Regions from separate parts of the Sus scrofa genome. Here region 2 is linked to region 1. A link is a contact called in public promoter capture Hi-C data. All regions are on one chromosome and are shown on one strand. The core of a region is the stretch at or near the end of the contact, and the rest is flanking DNA. Distances in the headings are between cores, read along the strand shown. Region 1 holds the start of PPIL2 (peptidyl-prolyl cis-trans isomerase-like 2). Region 2 holds the start of HIC2 (hypermethylated in cancer 2 protein).

Region 1 (4,147 bases), core at 905-3,404:
CTGGAGGATTTTTTTTTTTATTTTTGCTTTTTAGGGACCCATCCACAGCATATGGAAGCTCCCAGGCTAGGAGGTGAATCAGAGCTGTAGCTGCTGGCCTATGCCACAGCAATGTAGAATCTGAGCAGTGTCTGCAACCTATACCACAGCTCACACCAATGCCAGATTCAAGCCGAATCTGCAACATACACCACAGCTCAAGGCAATGCCCGATTCCCCAACCCACTGAGCAAGGCCAGGGATCAAACTCACATCCTCATGGATACTAGTCAGATTCGTTTCCATTGTGCCATAACGGGAGCTCCTGCTGGAGGGTTTTGAACAGTCATTCCCTGACTAGATCGAGAATGTCCTCCAAGATTCACTCTGGTTGCTGGGTGCAGAGGGACAAGCAAGAGGCAGCAGAAAACCAATGAGAGGAGAACTACAAAGGTCTAAGAAGGACATGGCATAAACTCCACCTGTGGGAGGAGTGGTGGATGAGGGGGAACTGATCAGTTCCTGGAAAAGCCAGCAGGACTTACTGGCCAACAGGAGGCAGGGGGAGCTAAGAGAAACTTCTAGCCTTCTGACCCCAGCAAACTGAGCAGTGGTATGACCACTGAGATGGAAAAATTGGGGCAGAGTTCCCTTTGTGGCACAGTGAAAAGGAATCTGACTAGTGTCCATGAGGATTTGGGTTCGATCCCTGGTCTCTCAGTGGGTTAAAGATCCAGCATTGCCATGAGCTGTGGTGTAGGTAGCAGGCGGGGCTCAGATCCCTCATTGCTATGGTTGTGGTGTAGGCCTGTAGTTGTAGCTCTGAGTCAACCCTTAGCCTGGGAACTTCTATATGCTACGAGTGCAGCCCTAAAAAGAAAAAAAAAGAAGAAAGAAAAATTTTAGCAACATGGATGGACCTAGAAATCATCATGTTAAGTGAAGTCAGTCAGACAATGAGACACCAACATCAAATGCTATCAGATATGTGGAATCTGAAAAAAGGACACAATGAACTTCTTTGCAGAACAGATATTGACTCACAAACTTTGAAAAACTTATGGTTTCCAAAGGAGACAGTTTGGGGGGTGGGGGGATGCGCTGGGGGTGTTGGATGGAAATCCTATAAAATCGGATTGTCATGATCATTGTACAACTATAAATGTAATAAATTCATTGAGTAATTTAAAAAAAGAAAAGAAAAAAGAAAGAAAGATGGGGGCAGAGCAGGCTCAGGTGCAACAATCCAGAGCTCCACGTGGGGCATAGTGAATTGGAGATGTCCCTCAGATCTCCAAAAGGAGGTGTCTGGCAAGCAGCTGATCACTGCAAGACTGGTGTGACCACCGCGGAGAAGAGTAAACTGGGAGGGGGGGGGGGGCGGTACAGAACTATGAGGTCCGAGAGAGGGGAGGAGGATCCAACAAAGGAGACGGAGAAAGAGAAGCCCCTGAGGAGTGTATGGTGTCCCAGACACCAGAGAAGGGCTATTCGGCCGTGTCACACGCTGCTGAGAAGCCCAACAAAACGAGGTCTGAAAACTGACTCCCAGATGTAGCCACGCAAAAGTTACTGGATCCCAACAAGAGCAGCGCGGGGGGGTCGAGTGCCTGGCTGTTGTGGTTTCAAAAGGACAGCAAGAAACAGCAGGTAGACACAGGCCTTTCCCATCCTGCCATGAAGAAAATCAAAGAAACTCGATGGCAGCTGGTGGGGCAAGGCTGGTCTGTTTCTAATAGGAGATGCTGGAACTCTCGGGTAGGCTGGGGGGCGTGAACCGCGCGCGGGGTAAGACAGCAGTGGCGGAGCTGAAGGAACGGGGACCCTGGGAAACCCTGAGCCTTACGGGGCCGCCCCGCCGGCGTAGGCCGAAGGCTTCTGGGGAAGCGAAGCTGAGAGGGGTTCGGGGAAAAGGCGCAACGCAGGAACGGCCACAGGCGGGACTGAGGCCAACGGGGCCCGCTCCCGGAGGGGGGCTACTTACATCTTGTCTTTCTGGTGCTGTCGCTTCCCCATGGCGTCGGTGGCAGCGGCGGCGCCGGCAGGACGAGCGAACGTGGCAAAACAACCCCAGACAACTCAGACAGCCGCGTCTCCGAAGAAAAACAATCGCAGACAACTCAGACTCCAGCGTCTCCGTCGACCTCGTAACAACTTCCGGGTCCCTTGGCCCCCCCCCGCCCCGCCCCGCCCCGCCCCGCCCCGGAAGCTGGCGCTGGGTATGCCGGGAACCGTGGTGCCCAGCGCGCGTGCCCGAGGTGGGGGGCGGGGGGCGCTTGGGTGCTGGGGCTTCTGGGCCAGCCCTAGGCAGAGCCACCTTACCCCGAAGGCCCATCTTCCCGGGTGCCTTTCTCTGGACCGTTGCCTATCTGCCCCACAGGGCTTAGACCCACCCTAGTTTGACCTGATTTCTCAGGTCTTTAAAAAGCCCGCCTGGGAGTTCCTGTCGTGGCTCAGCTGAAACGAATTTGACTAGAGGACTCAGGTTCGATCCCCGGCCTCGCTCAGTGGCTTAATGATCCGCTTAACCACCTTGTTGTGAGCTGTGGTGTAGGTCTCAGACGCGGCTCGGATCCTGCGTTGCGGTGGCTATGGCATAGGCCAGCGGCTACAGCTTCAATTCCACCCTTAGCCTGGGAAACTCCATGTGCCACGGGTGCGGCCTTAGGAAAAAAAAAAAGCCCACCTAGCTCAGCGGGTTAGGGATCCCACGTTGCCACAGCTGTGGTGCAGTTTGCACCTAGGGCAGGATTTGATCCCTGGCTTGAGAACTTTACACATTCTGCGATTGTAACAAAAAAGTAAATATAAAGGAAAACTCCCACTAGGCCCCATATCCACTCCTCAACTACCCCCCCCCCGCCCCCCCAAGGCAGACAGCTCAAAAGGGACATCCACACTTTCTGTCCACCCGCTCACTGCCCATACAGTTCCCACTGCCTCCAGGCCCTTCTCCTGGGAGGCCCAGGGGCAGGAGCCATCAAGCCTGAAAGTCCAAAGCCCTGATGATACCTTCTGTCTCTTCAGCCAGACCACCATGTTTGTGTGCCCCAGCCAAGCCCTGGACCTCCCTCTACAGTCAAGCACTGGGTGATCTTGCCCAGATTGATGGCTTTAAACACTGTATCCCTTGATTCCCAAACACTAAATTGCCAGCACTCTTGGGAGTGCCTGTTGTGGCTTAGAGGTAACCCGACTAGTATCCATGAGGACACAGGTTCAATTCCTGTCCTTGCTTGGTGGGTTAAAGGATCTGGTGTTGCTGCTGTATAGGTCACAGACTTGGCTCGGATCCTGAGTTGCTGTGGTTGTGGTGTAGGCTGAGTTCCCATGTTGGATCCCAGCCTCCCTGACTTGACCACCTGACCACCTACTGTGTGCAGGCTCAGACCCATGAGCCTCTGGCTTGCAGTACCCTGACCACTACTTGGGACAGGAGAAAGCCCAAGGGACAGCATGGTCCCTGGGGAGCGAGGCACAAGGAAGGCACCTCCGGGGGGAATTTATTCATTTCTCTGGCCGTGCTTTGCACAAGAGAGGTTACGGGTCCCTCTGGTAGGGCACAGGCTCCACGCTGCCAGGGTCATTCTCTGAGTCATCTTGGGGATGGGGCACAGGCTGGAACTTGAGCAGGACAGGCGGCGTGAAGATGGAGGCCTTCACAGAAGGCGATGGCATCTCCTCGGTGCTGGGCAAGCCACTACAGGCTGCGGTCCTGTACAGGAGACAGGCAAGATGTGCCCATGAGCTCAGACCCGGCACACGGGGCCACCAGAGGGTCCTATAACCAAACCCAGGCTGTGGGGTGGTTCTCAATCCGTCTCTACCCCTGGAAGCCCTTCCCACCGGTGTTTGTTCAAGGCTGTTCATTGTGGCAATGTCTGTGATTATGCAAACCTGGAAACAATCTAAAGGACCATTGGGGGAGTTCCCTGGTGGCTCAGGGGGTTAAAGACCTAGTGTTGTCACCACTGTGGTGTGGGTTCATCCTGAGCCTGGGAGTTTCTGCAAGCTGCAAGCACAGCCCAAAAAAAGTTCGTCAGGGAATTGCTTAAGGAATCATGGTGTAGCTATGCCTGCTGTGACCATTCTGCAGCTGTTTAAGGAACCACGTTGGTCTATATATCCCAACAAGTAAAGCCGCCTCAGTGGTACAGTAACAGAAAAG
Region 2 (4,408 bases), core at 435-2,934, 110 kb after region 1:
CGAGCCGAGTCTGCAACCTACACCACAGCTCAAGGCAACACCAGATCCTTAACCCACTGAGCAAGGCCAGGGATCAAACCAGAAACCTCATGGTTCCTAGTTGGATTCGTTAACCACTGAGCCATGATGGGAACTCCTGAACGTTATCATCTGAAACTGATTTCTAATCTGTTAAAACAAACTAAAAAAGTAACTTCTTTTAATTTGAATATCTTTGGTGAGTAGGACCTTGACAGTTTCTCAGCGGTTTCTTCAAATAGTAGTTCTCCACTGAGCTCTGTTCCTGGGTTATTTCTTTTCTCCTTTACTGATTTTTTTTTTTTTTTAAGGGACACACCTGCAGCATATGGAGGTTCCCAGGCTAGGAGTCCAGTTGGAGCTGTAGCCACCAGCCTACGCCAGAGCCACAGCAATGTCAGATCTGAGCAGCATCTGCAACCTACACCACAGCTCATGGCAACACCAGATCCTTAACTGGCCGCTCAAGGCCAGGGATCAAACCAGCAACCTCATAGTTGCTAGTTGGAATCGTTGCCCCTGCGCCACACTGGGAACTCCTCCCCTTCACTTATGTTTTGATACTTCCTTTTTCATTAGGCTCTTACCATTTCTGGAATCTGTTTGTAGTCTGTTTCTTGGCTAGCACTGAGTCACTGCAGTAACTTTACAATTTGTCGTGAAGGGAAATGATAACTGGTTTTGGCTATTTATTCTTTCAGGTGAAGTTAGAATTATTTTAAAATCTCAAGAACCATCCTGCTAACACTGCAGTAAACATATATGTTAATTTGTTAGAACCGGGGCATAGTCAGCTTTCTCGACTGGAACCGAGACCCCACAGTCCTGGGTCCCTCTCTTTAGATGGTGAGCCCTTTCGTTTGGTGTCCGAAGTGGGGAGAGGTCCATCAAGCGACTCCTAAAACAGGGCCGCGGCCCCGGGCCCACCCCATCCCCTGCCAACAGTCTGGGTCTGGTGGGTTGGTCTGGGTGCTTCGCTTGACCCTGGGGGCTTGCGAGGGGCTGCGGCCACCGGAAAAGTCTGGCCGAGCACGGCGAGTGGCGACCTCCGCGCCCTCTGAACAGGTACGGCCGGCGCTGCTGCGCTGGGCCGCCGGGACCGGGGATAGGCGAGGGGGTTTCTTTTCTCCGGACGCTGACGGCCAGGCCAGCGGGCCGGACCACGCCGTCTGCAGCCCGCAGCTGCGCGGTGACGCTGGCCGCCAGCGGTGTACAAGGAGCCGGGCTGAGAAGGAGTAACTAACGCGGGGCTGCCAGGGGTCAGGGTCAGGCTCAAGGCGGGGTCGGCTCCGTGTTCGGGGGCTGGCCGTGGGCCTGTAAGTGCCGAGACCCCCTTCGGTGGGAGCGCAGCCCCGACGTTCCGAGACTGAGGTCGCGGCTGACCCCGCACCTGAGGAGGTGCAGTCGAACGCAGGAGGTCTGGGTCCTGCTCCTCCCGCGCCCCTCCTCTACGGCGCCGTCGTGCGGCACAAGCCCCGCCCCGGTTCCGCCCCCGACACTCAGGCCCCGCCCCCGCCCCCGCCCCGCCGCTCGCCCATTCAGATGTGGGTCAGGGGTGAGCGGGCGGCGCCGACGTCACAAGCTTCCAAGATGGCGCCAGGCGGGCGACTGTGAGCGGCGCTCGGGCGCGCGGGGCGGAGAGCCGGGCCGGCGGCGGGCGGACGGGGCGGGCGCGGGCGGCGCGGCGGCGCCGAGGACGAGGCCGCGGGAGGGCTGGCCGGCCGGCGGGCAAGCGCCGCCGCCGACGCACACGAGGTGAGGTGCGCTGGGCTTGGGGCGCGGGCAGTGGGCGGCGGGCGCGCCCCCGGGTAGAGGGGCGTGGGCGGGCGCGCGCTCGGCGACGTGGGGCTGCGCGCGTGGGAGGGGGCGGGACCCCCGGCCTGCCGGCCGCTGGCTGTACTGCCTGTGGCGCTTCGCGCTTTGTGGTCCCCGCATGTTGGGCGGGCAGCGGGGTCCGGGTACAAAGCCTCCGGCCGCGCGGGTGTGCGGCGTGGGGACGGCGGGCGGGCGCCGGCTCTTTGTGCCTTTTCTTCAGTGGTCTAATCCGAGCAGTGTCCGGGAGCGGCGCTGCCTGACAGGCGGGCTCCCATTATTCTGGAGGCCGTGCGCCTGCCGCCGCCCCTCACAGGGGGTTTCGCGGTTTCCACAACTGTGGCCCCGCTCCGTCCGCGTCCCTTCCCTGCCCCCTCCCCGCGGGAGGACGGCTGCGCGCGGGCAGGGCAGGGGCAGGCCTGGAGGGGCCGCTCCCCGAGGTCCGGGCCTGCGTCTGGTGGGCTCGCTGCCCTGCCCCCAGATCTCTCCCGTAGGCAGCGGCTTGGCAGGAAGAGAGATGGGCTTGGGGGAGGGGGTCTCTGGCAGGGGGAGGGAGCTGAAGGGCCCCAGCTTGTCACTCTCTGTTTATCTACTGAGCTGGTTCATATTCACTCTGGCTTAGTTGGGGTGGGGGGAGGCGGGGATGCCTCTCCCCGGGGGGTGGCGACTTAAAGAGGAGGGAACGTGGTCCGATAATGCTCCCTGCGGCCCCACCCAGAACAGCGTGGTACTGCCTGGGGAAGGGAGCCCAGTGAGGATCCGGATGGGCCGGAACGGTTTTGAAGTTATTTATCGGTGTTTCTCCTGTTCACCTCAAGTGTCTTTTCTAGTAAGAGTGGCCAAGCACATCTGGAAAGCTAGGTTCCCCCCCGCTCCCAGCAGGAGGAGTGTAACCCAGGGAGGCCACCCCTCTGACATATGTGGTGGTGGGGGGGAGGGGCAGAGCCTTGCCCATAGGAATCCTGTGGCTGTAAGATTGTTGACTGATGTGAGGATAGCTGTGCCTCTTGTGCTTGGGGGAGGGGGAGAGCTGGCAGGTAGCGGAGGGGCCTCCAGAGCTCTAGGCTGAACTTGGGGCTGTTCCCCAGGGACCCTGGCTGAAGGGATGGAGCTGGGTCGCCCAAACCCAGGACCTTTCTGGAGCTGGCATTTATTGCTTCCTGGCTCCTGGCTTTACTTCTTCCCCTCTGTTCCCATCTGCCAGCGTCTGGACTCCCTGGGCCTTTCAGCAGACATTTTCAGGAGCACAGGCCATGTGGCCGGTCTGTAGCCCTGGCTCAAGGAGCTGGCGTAAGCTCAGCAGAGCAGGGCCGCTGGAGTGGTCTGAAAAAAAAAAAAAAAAAAAAAAAATAGCAGATGGGCCGGCCTCAGGCTGGCCTCCAGAGACAAAGCTGTGTGGTGAGATTGCTGGTTTAGTGGCCTCTTAGCACCGAAGGGGGGCTGGGGGGATGGGAGGCGGATACTTGGGGGCCGAAGCGAGTCCTTTGGCCATGGAGTGGGTTGCCTTCCCTGCCTGTGAGTGAACCGGTGTGTGTGGTTGGGCTTATTATGAAAACCTCTAGATCCCATGGTCAAGGAGGAGCCTAGGAAGCCTGGGAGGGGGTTTCCCACCTGGCCGCCTGCCTTGGGGTTTGCACTCCCAGGTTGCTTTCCTTTGGCTCCTGGCTTCCTGCAGGCCAGTTTTGGGGTGTAGCTGAGTGCTCATTGCCCAGCTTCCCTGGCCATTTGACTTGAGTGCTGTTGTGTACCCAGGATTTCTCCTGCAGTGTTTTCTTGCCAGTTGTTGGGACTTGTAGATTAGTCACTCAGCTTTTACAAGCGATTCCTGAAAAGAAAAATCTCCCTCTGGTTGTAGGCCCTGAGTGGAGGAAGCAGCAGCCTGAGGGATCCAGGCCTTTAATTAAAGCAAAACCGAAATGATTGTTGCAGTTGCTGGAGGGAGAGGAGGAGATGCAGGTGGGGTGGAGGCGATGTGCCCTGTCCTGTAGCGAGGTACCTGCCGGGGACAGGTAGGCAACATCCCCTTCTCTCTGCCTGGTCTTGGACAGCAGCCCAGCCTCCTCCACAAGCTGCGGTCCTGGATTAATCCTCACGTAGTGTTTTCTTTCCATAGATCAGATTTCTCATTTTGTTAATAAGCACAGTCTCCAACCCACTTGAAGTCAGCTGTCGTGGACTCAGCAACAGGGTTTTGCATTATTGAGCTGACAGGCCTGCTGCCTTCCCAGAGTCCTTATTGTCTGCCAGGGTTGGACCTGGGGGGTGGGGTGAGGTGGGGGCAGTGCCTTTTCTTCGGCAGTGCGCCCCCAGAGAGGGCTGTCAGGGCAATTCTTCAGAGCCAGGAGTGAGGAGGGAATAAAGTTCAGTTTACCCAGGGGACCTGCAGCCCTGCCCTTTTGCAGTCAGCCCCACCCCACAGCTCGCCTGCCTGGCCCACGGGGGCTGAGGGCCACTGCCCCCAGGACCCAATCACTGGAGGGCAGGGGCTCTCAGTTCTGGCTGCTTCTGCAGAGAAGAAACCAAAAGTCTGGTTCCTCCTGGCCCTCTGAGACTGAGTGAGGGGGTTCTCCTGGCAGGC

Evidence for each region. Promoter capture Hi-C pulls out the DNA fragments that hold promoters and counts their contacts.
Region 2: a promoter capture Hi-C map of fetal liver shows a contact between it and region 1, with 2.2 times the contacts expected there. The contact joins the promoter of HIC2 here to the promoter of PPIL2 in region 1. A contact is called at or near these places in 1 of 5 promoter capture datasets (fetal liver), 1 of 47 Hi-C or Micro-C datasets (liver) and 1 of 2 datasets of contacts at active chromatin or transcription factors (alveolar macrophages).

What each region holds. Positions count from the first base shown.
Region 1 is chr14:50,230,688-50,234,834 of Sscrofa11.1, forward strand. PPIL2 (peptidyl-prolyl cis-trans isomerase-like 2) reads right to left here and starts at 2,155. Exons shown (of 21, transcript XM_001929539.5): 1 at 1,964-2,155. The coding sequence starts at 1,995. It overlaps LOC100155534 (verprolin), which reads right to left. Exons shown (of 7, transcript XM_013983173.2): 7 at 3,466-3,694. The coding sequence ends at 3,520.
Region 2 is chr14:50,345,891-50,350,298 of Sscrofa11.1, forward strand. HIC2 (hypermethylated in cancer 2 protein) reads left to right here and starts at 1,685. Exons shown (of 4, transcript XM_021072792.1): 1 at 1,685-1,778.